5 separate regions of the Mus musculus genome follow, and all the other regions are linked to region 1. A link is a contact called in public HiChIP or PLAC-seq and promoter capture Hi-C data. All regions are on one chromosome and are shown on one strand. The core of a region is the stretch at or near the end of the contact, and the rest is flanking DNA. Distances in the headings are between cores, read along the strand shown.

The links. Promoter capture Hi-C pulls out the DNA fragments that hold promoters and counts their contacts. HiChIP or PLAC-seq counts read pairs in DNA pulled down with a chosen protein or histone mark. Capture Hi-C pulls out chosen DNA fragments and counts their contacts.
Region 2: a contact with region 1 is called in an H3K27ac HiChIP or PLAC-seq map of embryonic stem cells, with 5 times the contacts expected there. The contact joins the promoter of Kcns2 here to the promoter of Vps13b in region 1. A contact is called at or near these places in 1 of 39 promoter capture datasets (embryonic stem cells), 3 of 115 datasets of contacts at active chromatin or transcription factors (the NIH/3T3 cell line, T-cell acute lymphoblastic leukemia and embryonic stem cells) and 2 of 9 other capture datasets (adipose tissue and embryonic stem cells).
Region 3: a promoter capture Hi-C map of liver shows a contact between it and region 1, with 4 times the contacts expected there. The contact joins the promoter of Rnf19a here to the promoter of Vps13b in region 1. A contact is called at or near these places in 3 of 39 promoter capture datasets (liver, neutrophils and pre-B cells), 6 of 115 datasets of contacts at active chromatin or transcription factors (the 230-238 cell line, bone marrow-derived macrophages, large pre-B cells and 3 more) and 2 of 9 other capture datasets (adipose tissue and liver).
Region 4: an H3K4me3 HiChIP or PLAC-seq map of bone marrow-derived macrophages shows a contact between it and region 1, with 4 times the contacts expected there. The contact joins the enhancer-like site here to the promoter of Vps13b in region 1. A contact is called at or near these places in 1 of 15 datasets of contacts at CTCF or cohesin (the NIH/3T3 cell line) and 7 of 115 datasets of contacts at active chromatin or transcription factors (the NIH/3T3 cell line, T-cell acute lymphoblastic leukemia, bone marrow-derived macrophages and 3 more).
Region 5: a promoter capture Hi-C map of embryonic stem cells shows a contact between it and region 1, with 2.8 times the contacts expected there. The contact joins the promoter of Nipal2 here to the promoter of Vps13b in region 1. A contact is called at or near these places in 3 of 39 promoter capture datasets (cranial neural crest, embryonic stem cells and hippocampal neurons), 1 of 15 datasets of contacts at CTCF or cohesin (the NIH/3T3 cell line) and 2 of 115 datasets of contacts at active chromatin or transcription factors (the NIH/3T3 cell line and large pre-B cells).

Annotation. Positions count from the first base shown.
Region 1 is chr15:35,369,867-35,372,566 of GRCm38.p6, reverse strand. Vps13b (vacuolar protein sorting 13B) reads right to left here and starts at 1,449. Exons shown (of 62, transcript NM_177151.4): 1 at 790-1,449; 2 at 460-634. The coding sequence starts at 606. LOC115488525 (a long non-coding RNA gene) reads left to right here. Exons shown (of 2, transcript XR_003951638.1): 2 at 407-2,339.
Region 2 is chr15:34,835,802-34,838,613 of GRCm38.p6, reverse strand. It overlaps Kcns2 (K+ voltage-gated channel, subfamily S, 2), which reads right to left and starts at 1,259. Exons shown (of 2, transcript NM_181317.4): 1 at 762-1,259; 2 at 1-164. The coding sequence starts at 121. Gm32970 (a long non-coding RNA gene) reads left to right here. Exons shown (of 7, transcript XR_383919.3): 1 at 1-275.
Region 3 is chr15:36,281,865-36,284,564 of GRCm38.p6, reverse strand. Rnf19a (ring finger protein 19A) reads left to right here and starts at 1,418. Exons shown (of 10, transcript NM_013923.2): 1 at 1,418-1,653.
Region 4 is chr15:34,578,665-34,581,431 of GRCm38.p6, reverse strand. Nipal2 (NIPA-like domain containing 2) reads left to right here. Exons shown (of 11, transcript NM_145469.5): 9 at 2,661-2,724. Among named protein-coding and RNA genes, the nearest start is that of Gm22208, 48 kb to the right of the region's middle. Within about 2 kb of position 1,336, at least 4 of the 459 cell types and tissues checked have an H3K27ac peak or open chromatin away from gene starts, as enhancers often do. A contact at or near this core is called in bone marrow-derived macrophages, where this site is marked.
Region 5 is chr15:34,677,355-34,680,054 of GRCm38.p6, reverse strand. It overlaps Nipal2 (NIPA-like domain containing 2), which reads left to right and starts at 1,349. Exons shown (of 11, transcript NM_145469.5): 1 at 1,349-1,496. The coding sequence starts at 1,362. 4930413F20Rik (RIKEN cDNA 4930413F20 gene) reads right to left here. Exons shown (of 4, transcript NR_045883.2): 3 at 1,854-2,012; 4 at 851-1,477.

The DNA.
Region 1 (2,700 bases), core at 200-2,699:
TTCCAGTTTTACCATCATTCTCAACCTGTGTCTAGTCAATCTGAGGATCCATGAGTGATGTCATTTCTCCTGGTAAAAGGAACAGAACTTTACATGTGCGTGCTCTTGCTGTTTTTCACACTCGCCCACTGACCCAAAAGAAGAACAAGCATGTAATGTTTCCCCGTTTCATATGACATTGTAAGAGTGTGCATATTTGGCAGTGCTTGAGAACTGAGTAAACAAGCTGAAATTTCTATCGGCTGAAAAAATGTTGGGGAATCCTAACAGAATAAGCCCTTACGAGGCAAAAAGCCTTGTATTTGTTTGTTTGTTTGTTTGTTTGTTTTCTATAAAATGAAGTCTCTAACTACACAGTAGGCAAAACACGCTAACAGGAAATTTATTATCATTCAAAACATACTAGACAGGCTATGTCTATCAAGACGAAGATGTTCCGATGGCAGCTGTACTGCTTACCTGTTCCAGAACGTCCAACTTTAACTCGAGTTTGCTGAGAACCACGTCCCCACCCCATAGTGAAAGCTGGAGATCTGAAGGTTTTAAGTTCTTGATATAGCGATTCACATAACTCATTAAAATTGGAGTTACGTACGACTCCAGCATCTTCAAATTTAAGCGTCGAAGTCAGATCCTGAAAAGGGTAAAGACGGAAATTTTGTAAGTAACTGAATCGACAGGCAGCAACTGGAAATGCACTTCTCAGGAAGCTTGGCAAGGCCGCTCTCCCGGATCGCCCGCCCGCCCTCCGGGTCCGGGCGCGAGCTCCCCGCTAACTGAGCGCCTCACCTGACGAGGAGTAGGCAGAGAGGCTGGAGGCGGCCGGCCCCCGGGCGTGGGAGGACAGCACGTCCTGCTTCACTCCTACCCTAGCGCAGCCCAGCCAGAGGCGGTCGACTCCCGGAACGCAGGCGGATCTCCGGCCATAGGACCGAGCTGGCGTCAGGCCCGCTGCTGCCGCCGCCGCCGCACCCGCTCCAAGGTAAACACGCCACAGAGCGGCGGCGTGCGCTCTTCCTCCGGGTACCTGGCGTCCGCCGCGGAAACGCCTCACGCGTTCCGCGCCACTTCCGGGTGTGCGGGCTTCGCCGTCCGTCAGGTTTCCGCGGTGGGGACAAGGACCCCGCGCGTCTGCCTGCCTGGGACGACTCCGGCTTGGCTAGGCCGGGATCCCCGCTGCCACCGCTCTGGGTTAGGAATTAACTCTACGAAGAGCTCGGTGCGGGATGCGGACCGGTAAAGTGGAAGCACCGGCGATCCGGAAGTGGCGCTGCAGGGACACGGCGATGGCCGGGACGTGACCCAATACTGCCCAAGAGGCTTAGTAGTCGGAGGCGGCAGGAACGCAGGGTGCCGTGGAGGCGGGAGAAGTAGCCTTCGTTCTTCAAGCCCAGAAAATTGAGAAACGGTTGTTTTCCGTGGCTACTGGAAGAACTGGAAAGAGGAACTGGGATTCGGTAGGGTGGAGGTCAAAGACAGGTGGGAGGAGCTAAGAAAGGCGGAAGATTTAAATTTACTGCTGAAGTTTTTTTGCAAGGCCGGGAAAGTGGACGTGGGTACACAGTTGAGATCAGGGGTGAACAGCTTAAAAGAGTGAGCTTAAACCATACTGTACATAATCTCGTTCTCAAAGCAGAGGTGAAATAGCCCCTAGTTAGTGTGCATAGGGTGCATGGAATGGAGAGGACTGGCCTACCGTCTAATATGGAGGTCCCCAAAAAGCTGAGAGAATGTGAAAATAAGAGTCCTGAGCCAAAAGTGAAATAAGTGGTAAGGACAGTGTGGATTATGTTACGATGAAATAGATGTATAGATGTTAGTAGTGGTAACTTGTGGGCTAACAGCAATAACTCAAACATCTACCTTAGAAGATAATAGACTGAGTGGATAGAAATAGCATGGGATATGCTGCCTTTTTTTTTTTTTTAAACCAGCCTCTCTTAATTTTAGGTAACTTTTGAAGAAAACATAGTGTCTTGAAAATAGTTTTCCTTTATAGGTTATTCAATGCCCACTCATAAAACTTTTGAAATTAAAAAAAAATACTATTTCTTGAGAGAATTGGAGATTGCTATAGAAAATGGTATTCGTGAGACTGCCAAAGTTCATTTTAATAGTGAAAATAATGAATTAGATTTCGCAGGCAGAAAAAACAGCAAGCAATTGCTAATTCACAGCAGCTGCTTCCTCAAAAGCCTTAATAAATGACCATGTAATGTGAATGTTATGAAAGCCTAATTAGCAAAATAAACATTTTTCTTGTTACCCAAAATACTTGAACAGCAACTAGGTTGAATCCATGGCTGAGAAGTTTTAATATTAAAATTCCCATAAATCTATACATGTGTGACAATCTAATAAAACACTATCAGGATGTTACTCAGATGCTTAAAATAATATATAGAGTGCTAAACATGAAGTTTTTCTTTTATATCCAGAAAAAAGGTGCCAAATCCCTAGCCTAAAAACATTATCTGGATACAATTTGTTTGTTTACTAAAAGTTAATCATTTTCAACCCATGAGTGTTGTTCTATAATCAAAGTAAGTTTAATTCATTTGTATTATTATTGTTTGTCAAATGAGTAGGCTTCTCCAAAGATCCTCTGTTCTCACATCTTTTTTAAGATTTATTTATTTATTATATGTAAGTACACTGTAGCTATCTTCAGACACCCCTGAAGAGGGCAGCAGGTCTCAT
Region 2 (2,812 bases), core at 10-2,509, 530 kb after region 1:
TCTCAGGGAAGCGCAGCAGCGTATGGGAACGCAGCCGTCTCTTGAAGCCACCCACATTGATGCGGATCTCTCCATCCTCGACGTCGGTATCGGACACATCCCACAGGCTCTGGCGGGTCATGCTGGAGATGCCCAGGCGCCCGCGCCGCGCGGGGGCGCTACACCTGAAAGCAGAGGGAACAGCATCTATGTGAGCGCCGGCACTCCCCACCCCAAGTCTTTCTCTTGTTTTCTCTTCACCCTCATCTGACTGGCCTCTCCAGCAGGGTCTCTAGGTGAGGTCCAGCACTGGGGTGCAGGAATGGGTCTATGGGAGTTGACTCCCTTCCCAAGGCAAGACAAGGGTGTATGTTTCCACGAGTACACCCGGGCCTCCACCTCCTCCAGGGAGTGGCGCCTGTCGGCTCTGAAAGCCCAAGGGGGCTGTGTGCTGACCTTGCCTGTGAGCAGACCAAGGAGACGCCCCCGCCCTCTCGCCGCAGACAGGCGGGACCCAAGCTGAGATGCGCACTGGCAGGGCTGGGCCAAGAAGGGGGCGCGGAGATTTGGGAGGAGGCAAGGAAATTCACCGCTCTAATCTGTAAATCTGGGCCGAGGGCTAAAAGGGTCAACTCAGCGTCCCAGATCTCCAGCCTTCAAGGACCGATTCCATTCCCAGCCCCCTTCCTACCACCACCCCCGCGCCCTTCTGGCGCCGTGCTCCCCGGCCGCGTGCGCTGCGCCTTCCCGGAGCTCGCCTTGCGCGTTCTAAAAGCGCTTACCTGGGTGCACGGGAGCCCGCGGCAGAGGCCGGCGGGAAACTTCCCCGACCTGCTGGCAAGCATCACCGCGGTGGACGCCGTTGGCTGGCTGCGCGAGTGCGCGCGGGTGCGAGGATGTAGATGTGAGTGCTTGTCTGTGTGCCCCGCCACCGGGCAGGCGGGGTCCACCGTGCGCCTCCTTCAGTCTCCGGCCGCACACACCACCGCCCACATCCGCGAGAGGCTCACAGGTGGCTGCGTGGCCCCGACGCTCGTGGAGCCCCCCTCTTCCGATCTGCGCGCCCCTCACCCACCACGAGAGGCAGGAGCCCACGCCGCAGGCGCCCGTGGAGCGGGGGCGGGAACCGAGCCGGTGCGCCTTGCAGAGGGCCTTGAGCCTGGTGCTGCGCGGTGGTGCTGAACGGACAGCTCCGAGCGCGCCAGCCCGGGGCACAGTCGCCGCCCAGACTCTTGAGACGTTCCGGAGCATCATTCTGTTCTTCGGGCGCCCCCCAGCTTTGCACGGAGCTGACACCTTTTCCCCCTCCCTCGGCATCCTCCAGGGACAGCTGTTATTGTCAGCACCCCCAGGGCTCAGACAGAGGGTTGCCTACAGTGACTTTCCTCCCTCGCCGGGTCTGTAGGAAACAGACTGGAGAATGAAGGATGGCTTTTATGTATAGGGCGGATAGGGCAGCAACGGAATGATCTACCGGCTTCGGCTTCCTCTTTTAGAAACCTGAAGAAAAGTTTCCTATACCTGGAAATGGGGTTATCGGAAAATGGGAGCTGTCAGAGAAGACTGAGGTTGAGCTGTGGCAGGGATATGGGTGGGGCAGGAGCTTGGGTGTGTGCACAGGTCCTGTTGGCATGGGGAGGAGTAATGGAGTTCTGTTTGAGAACTCTGCATGATACCGTGTATGTACAAGCCAGTGTGAGCTTCAGAGGAGTACTTGGAGTTCTGTGCGTGTGTGCAATCTGAGGAGTAGGACTACCCAAAATCTGTGTAAAGTATTGACAAATATGTCTTCTGATGGATGCGAAGATGCATACAGTGTGCCATGTATGAGGATCTGGACATGCATTAGTGTGGTATGTGCATACAGTGTGAGAAACTGTGTGCTGTATAAACACTGACTTCAGCACAGAATTCCCAATCATAAGACATAGGGCCCTCATATTGGCCAAGCCAAGAAATAGACCCTTATTCCTTGGTATCCCCCTGGTCTCTGAGCAAATACATGGTCCTCATTTTCAGACTGTGGCATGCATTGTTAGCAGAGAGCTGGTGTCCTCATGTCTTGGTCAGAAGTAATAGGACAGTTCTTATAAGGTGGCTCCAGACTCAGGAAAAACAGTGCAACCACGAGAAACACATTCTTCATATGTGGCTCTAAGGGTGCCACCTGAATTGAGAGGTGTTCTGGCTCTAGATTGTTTGATGGGTTGGAGCTGAACTCCGGTCAGAGCATTTGTCTGGTATGTACAAGGCCCTAGGTATTGATCCCCAGAACTATGCAAACAGTGCAAAAGACTAGCCTGCTTTAAGCTCCCTCAGAGGGTCTGAAAAGAATCCTTGATCTAGTTTTGTGTTGGATCAGTGGATCCAAGTATGAGTCTTTGTATCAGCCACTCACCTTTGAGCATATATGATGTGTGCATTGGTTACATGTGTCCTCACTAAAAGGACGCTACACCCATGTCTCTGAAGCTTCTGTGAGTGTGGGTCTTCCTGCAAAAGCAGTTCCATATGGGAAGAAGAATAATGTGGTGTGGTTCATGTGAGCTTCCGTTCTTTGATGTTTGATGCTAGTAGTGGCAACAGTGGTGGTGGCGGTGGTGCTGGTGTGTGTGTGTGTGTGTGTGTGTGTGTGTGTGTAGGGAGTGATCTGCCAGTTGGTATCTGCCATCTTCATGCATTTATCACTGTGCTTTATTCATGTCACCCTATCTACTACTGCCTTGCTGCCCTCTTTCCTCTCCCAATCCATCCCCCTATCCCTGTCTTATTTTTTTGATACAGGCTCTCTCTGTGTAGCTCTGACTGCCCTGGAGCTTACTATATAGACCTG
Region 3 (2,700 bases), core at 169-2,668, 910 kb before region 1:
CCTGCTTTCTTATAGACCCCAGGACCAACAGCCCAGGGATGAAACTATTCACAGTGGGCTGTCTCTCCATCAATCACTAATTAAAATGTCCTACGGCTTCCTACAGCCCAGTCTCATGGAGGTGTTTTCTTCATTGACGATCCCTTCTCTCAAACGACTTTAGCTTGTCTCATGTTAAGATAAAACTATCTAATACAAGATGCCTCCATAGATTCAAGTGGAGATGTCCTTCAGGTATATCTCTCTCAGGATATGCATATTGGACTAGTAAGTAACAGCAGACCCTTCCAATTTCTAGGAAGACAGAAATTTAATTTCTCAGAACTATGATGACTATAGAGAGTACAGGACCACTGTTATTCTGCACAATTCTTTACTCAAAACCCTTACCAGTCATTACTCCATTTGTACTGCAAAGCTACTCTTGCACTATCCGTAGGCTTAAAGTGTCCTGTAGATTATTGGGCATCGAATGCAGCCTTTTGATAGCATTTTAAGGTATACACATAATGGCTCTCAACTTCCAATAAATGGAAATCATATCCATACTTACTCCCTTTAAGATGTATGGTCAAAGACATTTAGCCCTAGATCGCCTAGCCTGTTTCTAACTGGGAAAAATTTACTGTGTTACCAAAGAGGCCAAGTGGGGTTTGAAAAAATATGGCTCCTTGGTGAGTTTCTAGTTTAGACACACTGAAATAAGGATCGAGTGATATATTTAGATTAAGTAACAGATGGTGGATGGACATTTTGGCATCCATCACATCCATTTCTCAGGATTCTAAGGAAATGATCTAAGTCCCCAAGAGAAATAAACGGAGAGGATGGGATCAGGACAGGAAAGGGATCTGTTTATTTAACTAACTCTATACCAAGTCTTATGTAGGTGAAAAATTCAAAGGGTGTCCGACTGGATCAAAAGCTGGAGGGGAATGGAAGACACAGGCTGGGCCAAAGTAACTCCTACTGTATCAGACATTGATAAGACCTGAGATATTTCTTTGGGGACGACTCGGCTCTGCTCTCCCGAGGGTTGCCAATCAAGCAGGTGAACAAAGGATTGAAAAGCTAAGTCAGGGTCCTGTCGCTCAGGAAGCGCTCCACTTGGAACGCGGCTCCCGCCGTCCCTTCCTATCACCTCACGGAGACGGGGTCGGGGTTACAAGAAGGGCGTCTCCCGCCCCACTGCCCGGCGCGTTCCGAGTAAGTCGCCGCCCGCGGGAGGGCCGGCGGCGAGAGCGCGCAGTGCGAGGCGAACGTGCTGGAGCCAAGGAACCACCGCGTCCCAGAGATAACCGCGGCTGGTCGACGTGGGGCGGGGCGGGGCTTGACGCCAAGACGCAAGGCGCGCTGGGCGGGGCTATGCCGGGTGGGGCAGGAGGGAGTGGAGGGGGCGGGGCCTGGGGGCGAGGGCGGGGGAGAATGGCAGTTGCTGTGTTGGTTCCCGGCTGCGACGGTCCGACTGGAGTCACAGAGGGGAGTTCGGGAAAGCGGCCGCCCGCAACCGTTCCACCGGCAGCTCTCGCCCTAGCTGAGAAGGTTCCGCGGCGGTGCTGAAAAGTCGTCCTCCGTTCTGCCTCCGCTTTCTGCCTCCGCGGGATGGGCCTGCTCGCCAGCCGCCCCGCGCCGCCGCCGCCCTGAGGAGCTGAGGTACGGCAGGCGCCGGAGCCGCGGGAGCCGGGCGGCTCCCCTACGGATGGGGATTCAAGGCGCCGCTCAGGCCTCGGTCTGGGGCCGGGAGACCGTTGCGGCCGTCTCCGGGGTGCGGGCCGGGGCGTGGGGGGCCGGGCCTGTGGCCCCGTCGGTGTTGTGACTGTCCACGGCGCTGCCCCGAGCGTTCCGGGGCGGCGGAGCGGACGAGACCCGAGGGCGGCCGCCGTGGGGAGGCGGCGGGGGCGGAGCGCATTCCTGACGGGTGAAATCGCCTCTAACGGGACGCTTTCCGGGCCTCGCCGCACACTGGGCGCCGCGGACTTCGCCCCCGAAGCCTGCCGCCTGGGGCCCGGGAGGGCGGCGGGGAGATGACCGCCTCCTTCGGGAGCGGAGATCGCGCACACAAGCAGGCACCGGCGCGGAAAGCCGTATAGCCTGGGGATGAACGGGGGTCTTCCGGACTCCACGTCTGGGGTTTTCCCTGCCCTCACCCCGAGTGAGGCCACCACTTTGAATTGCCAGTTTTTCCTTCGGTCTGGGATTCCGCTCTACTGTCGCTCTCTTCTCTTTTTCCATTTCCACTAATGGGAAGAAGTGGTTTAGGTTCGTTAATCCTGAGACAAGGGCAGCAAATAAAAGAGGGAAGAGAATGGTGAAGGCTATATATGGGAAAAAGAAAGGTTTAATTTTTGCTTGTTGGCGCCCTTGGAGATAGAAATACACGACTGGTGCTTTACTTTGTGTAGGGTTGAGAATGTCGCAAAATGTTGGTAATGATAGGACGGCCTTTAAATGCAGCTGCAATTTTCAAACCTAGGGTTGGCTATAAAGGCTGGTGTAAAATGATAGCAAACGGGAGGTATGAAAGCGGGCCTTTCCGTGGTTGGTGCCTTCAAAATATTTTGATCTTCCTCATTCTACTTTGTGTATGTTTGTGTATACGCACGCGTACCTGGCAGTCTTTGATTATTTAATATTTTAACCAGAATTTCTTGACCCTTTTCATTGTATGTAGTGTGACGAGATACTTGTCTTTTTTTCCCT
Region 4 (2,767 bases), core at 87-2,586, 790 kb after region 1:
AGGAGGTAGGTCGGCTCTCCCAGAACTGAATCTCATGGAATTTATCAAGGACCTTAAAAAAGTTCCTTCTCTGCTTCTACAAGTCAACAGCAAAACCACAAGTGACCTGTTTTTAAACTGGGCAACGAACCTAAGTGGTTCTGCAAAGAAAATATATGTTTGCCAACAAGCAAATGAAAATGTTCATCAGAAATCATCAAGTAAATAAAATGAGATGCCTCTTCACAGCCTTTAGGGTAATGTCTATTTGGGGCTTGGTTTTTGTTTTTTTGTTTTTTTGTTTTTTGGGTTTTGTTTTGTTTTGTTTTGTTTTTTTGGTCTTTGTTTGGAGGACAGTGTCTTTCTATGTCATCGTGGCTGGCCTAGAAATCACTTTGTAGACCAGGCTGGCCTCAAACTGACAGAGATGTGCCTCTGCCTCTCTGCCTCTCTGCCTCTCTCTCTGCCTCTGCCTCTGCCTCCTGAGTAATAGGATTAATAGAATATGCCACCATGCCCAACCAAAGATTTATTTGTTGATGTGTTTGTCTGCATATACATCTATATACTCCAGAAGAAGGAATCAGATCCAATGATACTACAGTTATAGGCAGTTGTAAGCAGCCATCTGGGTACCTGGAATTGAACTCAGGGCCTCTAGAAGAGCAGCTAATGTTCTTAACTGCAGAACAATCTCTCCAATCCTAGGGTGACCAGTATTACAAAAAAAAAAAAAAATCAAGTATCAACAAGGATATAAAACATTAGTCCTGTACCAATGGTATAAGTGAAAATATAAAATGATACATAATATGCAGTTACTCAAAATTTTTTTAAATTATTGTACAGTCCAGCAATTCTACCCCTGTGTGTGTACCCCAAAAATGAACAAAAAATTGTAGCATTGACCATAATAGTAGCCAAAAAGGAAAAACAATCCCAGGATCCATTGACAGAGGAGTGGACAGAAAATGTGTGATGAGTACATATGATAGAATACTATTCACCCCTGAAAAGGAAAAAAGATTCTGCCACTGGCCCCAGTGTTGATGAAGCAGAAGGACATTATTAAGAGAATCAAGCCAATCACAGAAAGAAAAATAGTGAGCTCATCTACTTGAGTCAAATTCATAGAAACAGAAAGAAAAACATGGAAAGGAAGAGTTGAGATGTTTGATCAGAATTTAGCTTCAAGCTTTCAAAATGAAAGAGTCATCAGATAGGATGGTACATGTTACAATATGTATATTCTAATGTGTTTTAAAATAAAAATAGAAAGTCTCTGCTCTCTAAAACAGAAGTTCCACTTCCTGAAACCCATTCTGATGACACAAAAGTTTCCTAACACTGGGGGAGCTATGCACTGAAAAGCGCAGTACTGCTTGACTAAAGAGCAGAGATACAGCTTACAAGCCCTTAGAGGAATTAACATTAGGGTGCATTGACCTAGATTAACAAAAACGTTAACATGACTACAGAGAGGTCCATTACAATACAGGGAGTGCTTGAGAAATACTCATCCATGTGAAACTCTCCAGCAGAATGGGTGTGGTGGCTCATTCTGTAAGTGGAGAGGTCAGGCTGAGACTGGCCAGCCTCTCCTAAGAGCAGGGCTCACCCTGCTCACCATGATGTCCCCAGCATGGACAGCAGCACCTCATAAAGAACAGCAAGTTTTCTCTGCTCAACTAGCAGAACTAGCAGCCCCACCTGCACGCATACAGCTGGTTTACATTATCCATGATTTAAAGATTTTCTACTTAGTAAAAGCTCTGCGCAGTGTTTGGGACTTTAAATGAAGGAATCATTGGGACTCAGAGAGAGAGAAGAGAAGCTCATCAAAACCTCTGACAGATGCGTTTCTTCCTGTGGCCTACAGGAGAAAAGCAGAGGAAGGAAATAGCTCCATGGAGAAAAATGGAGCTAGGGCAACACCAAGTTGACAGAGATTTTTCTAGTGCCCATTTGTGCATCTGGCCAGACTCTCCGAACACAGGGCACAGTCAAAGGAATAGCAGAGCTTCAGCAGGCAGCCTGGGGTAGAGCCGCCATGTCAGTGGCCTCATGATCCACTCAGACTCTCAGGGTAGGTTTACTAACTCCTGATAGGAAATGATCACTGGAGGTTTGTTTTCTTGCAAGTTCCACAGAGAAACTCTGGACTGGAAAAGGCATTTCTGTTTACAGTTCTGGGAATACAGCTTAGGCAGTAAAGTGCTTCCCATGCGAGCTGTGGCTGTGATCTCAGAGCTCACTAGCTAGCCAGCCCAGCCAAATGAGAGACCTCATCCCTAAAACCAAGGTGGTGGACAGCTCATGAGAAAAGATCCTGAGTTTATGCTCTGGCCTCTACACACACAGAGATGCATGTGCACGCATATGCCTATGCATGCACACACAAATACATGCATATATAAGCAAAAATGAAATTTCTCCTTACAAAAATACATAGGTTGTATAACATTGATAATTATATTAAACCTAAAAGCCCATGTAACTTAACTTTTGAGTACTTTAAAATGTAAAAATAGCGCACAGAGTCTTTAGATTAAAATACTGAATGTGCATTTTAGGGGAAAGCACATATAGAAAAAAAGTATTGACAATTTTTTTTAAAATAATGTGTTGCTATTATAAATTCTCTTGCCCCAAAACTAACTTTGACCTCTGATCTTCTATAGGCATCATATTTTACCAGGAATTCCTTGGTGCTGCTTTTCTCACTGTATTTATATATCTTTTTGGGTGAGTACATGTCTCAGAGGTATGGAAAGTTCTATTAGCTTTG
Region 5 (2,700 bases), core at 100-2,599, 690 kb after region 1:
AAGGAGGAGAGATGATGGTTGTGGAGGTTGGCGATTCTTGGACAACCATTTTCCATTAAAGAGTATGCGGATCCCAGGCATGGCAGAGCTGAGGGATGGGAGTGTCCTAGAATCACATAGCAGGCATGTGTTTCAGGGGTATGGTGCTTGCTTAACATCTAAAGGCAATGGGTTCGATTTATAGCACCATATACTTATGAAATTAATGAAATTTATATAGCGAATTGATTTTTCTTTGGGGTATTTAATTGAAATAAATTCGTTTCTTTAAATTGAACATAGTTAGCTACAATTATTAATTGTTGACTTAACATTTTGTTTACTCAAGCAAGAACCAACACAACTGTCAGGACGACTTGCCTTTTTTTTTTTTTTTTTTTTTTTTTTTTTTTTTTTGCGTCTGAAATGACTTACACTCTCTTCTCTGCTTTACATATTTCCCCTAAGAAATCATCACAGCTTTCTCCCAGGTCCCTTTTTCCCTCTCTCTCTTCCTCTCTCCCTTCTTCCCTCCCTCCTTCTATCCCCCCTCTCCTCCTCCTCCTTTCTCCCTCCTCTCCTCTCTTCTCCTTCCCTCCCCTCTCCTCTCTTCCTGTCTTGTTTCCTCTCTCCCCTATCTTTAAAGTGCATAGCTTAAAGAGTCTCAGTGTCTTGAAAACAAATTCCCAGTGTAGACACTTCATGTAATAACACAAAAATCACAGAATGTTCAAAGTGACAGACAAGACAAAGATCATTTGTAGTGTAACCGAGTTTAAAACCGGTCAGACTAGAATATCCAGTATGCGTACTTAAGGTTGTTCTTAGCATTTCTGACTCAACTTAAATCACCATATGGGGCAGCTGACAACGTTTCAGCAATTCTTTATGAACTTATCTGACAGCCTATCCAGCTGCCATAGGATATCTCTTCTCTATTCTTCGAATAGTTCCTAATGGTCACTCTGTGGCTGGGCTCTTCATTCACAATGTGCCCAATATTGGGGAGAGGGAGATTATGGCTTTTTCTTTTTTCCATATGTGGAACATTTTAAACCTTTTACACGCGCGAACTGGAACTGCCAAGGGTGCCGGTCACTCTTTAGATTAATGGATAGCTCCTTTTCTCCCTGCACTTGGACAAACATTTGCTTTGTGCACAGTAGATCCCAGAGGCAAAAGAGATGATGTCATTCCTGCGCTGACAGGTGTAGGCACCGGGGCCCAGAAGGGAGCGGCGGCAACTGGGCCGAGCCCGGACCTCACCTGCGTGCCGCAGGAGCCAGGTGCCGGCGCCGGGTCGCCGGGCAGGAAGTGGCTGCGGCTGCGGGAGGACGGACGGGAGGGCCGCGCCCGAGTCCCAGCGCGTGGATTCAGTCCTCATGGCGGCTCCGGCGCGCACAGCCCCCGAGGACGACGCCTCGGCCGTCCTAGACGAGCTGTCTCGGAACTTCACATACTGGGCACCAGGCCCGGGCAACGGCTCGCTGTCGAGCGCCTGGTATCGCAGAAACCAGGTAAGGCCGCCCGCGCACCACAGCGCGCCGCCTGCCAGCTCCACGCAGGCCCCGCGGAGGCGCCAGGCCTCGGTGCCTTCCTGCCAGCTCTCCGCGCTCGCGACTGGGCGAGTGGGTAGAGCTGACACGTGACGCTGACACTTGGCTACCCATCCCCTCCGCCCCCTTCCCCCCTCCCGGCCTCGGCGGAGCAGCAGACCCCCAGGCTGCTCCCTGGTCTCACTCTTGGGCCTTTGGGTCCCCAAGGACCTCGCCTCCCCCAGCTTTCTTCCCCTCCTGCAAGGCGGTGGAGGTGGATTTCCACTTATTTTTCAGGCCAGTTTCCTTTCACAGTTAAAAAATAAAAAATGGTGCTACCCTTCTCAGAAGCAGAAACTCATTAAGGGGCTCCCAATGTCAATTCTGTGCAGAGTTGTGTCTCCAAGGTCCCAGCAATCTCAGCATCAACCTTCCCAGATACTCTCAGCTGCAGTACTTCATTGCTCGCTGCTGTCAGCCAAACACCACGGGTTTATGCTGGCAATATAAATTTAAGAGCATCAAAGAGGATCGGAGGTGTCCCCTACCCCCTCTGCTGGCCCTAAGATCAGGCAGAGAAGCAAAGCTCTCCCTAGCATTTATATTCCTCTAAGTGGGGCAAGTGATTGATCTTTCAGGCTTGCGTTAGTTTTCCTAAGCCTGTTACTTTGTTCTTGTGCATGAACAAAGCCACAGATCTTTTTTCCTTTGCAAGAATAAGGCCATAAATTTTTGTTACTGTTGTCCTCAGTGGGATATTTAACCACTAATCAAAGAGATCCTTTTTATGCTTGAAAAGTATCCTAAATGTTTGTTTCTGAACTTGGAGGTGATTTGTATAACGAATAAATAAGCTTAGATCATCTTTTTAATGTTCAACACAGGAAAGATTATGGCTTTAAAACTGTTATGTCACAAAAGATAACAAAATGGGGCAGGGGCATTGCTCAGACACTGACTGACTCTCCTTGCTTCCACTGTGGAACTACAAAGAAGAGACTTTCCTTAGTGTATGTTATGCTTGTAGTAGACACATTTCCAATATAAGTTTAAGAATGAATGGTCTGCTCTTGGTAAAATATTAGAGAGTTAGTAGATGTGACCCACCCAGGCATCATCCAAACCAGGAAACCATTGTTTTCACTAGAGAACTTATGTAGTCATTAGTTTTCTTAAACATTTCCTG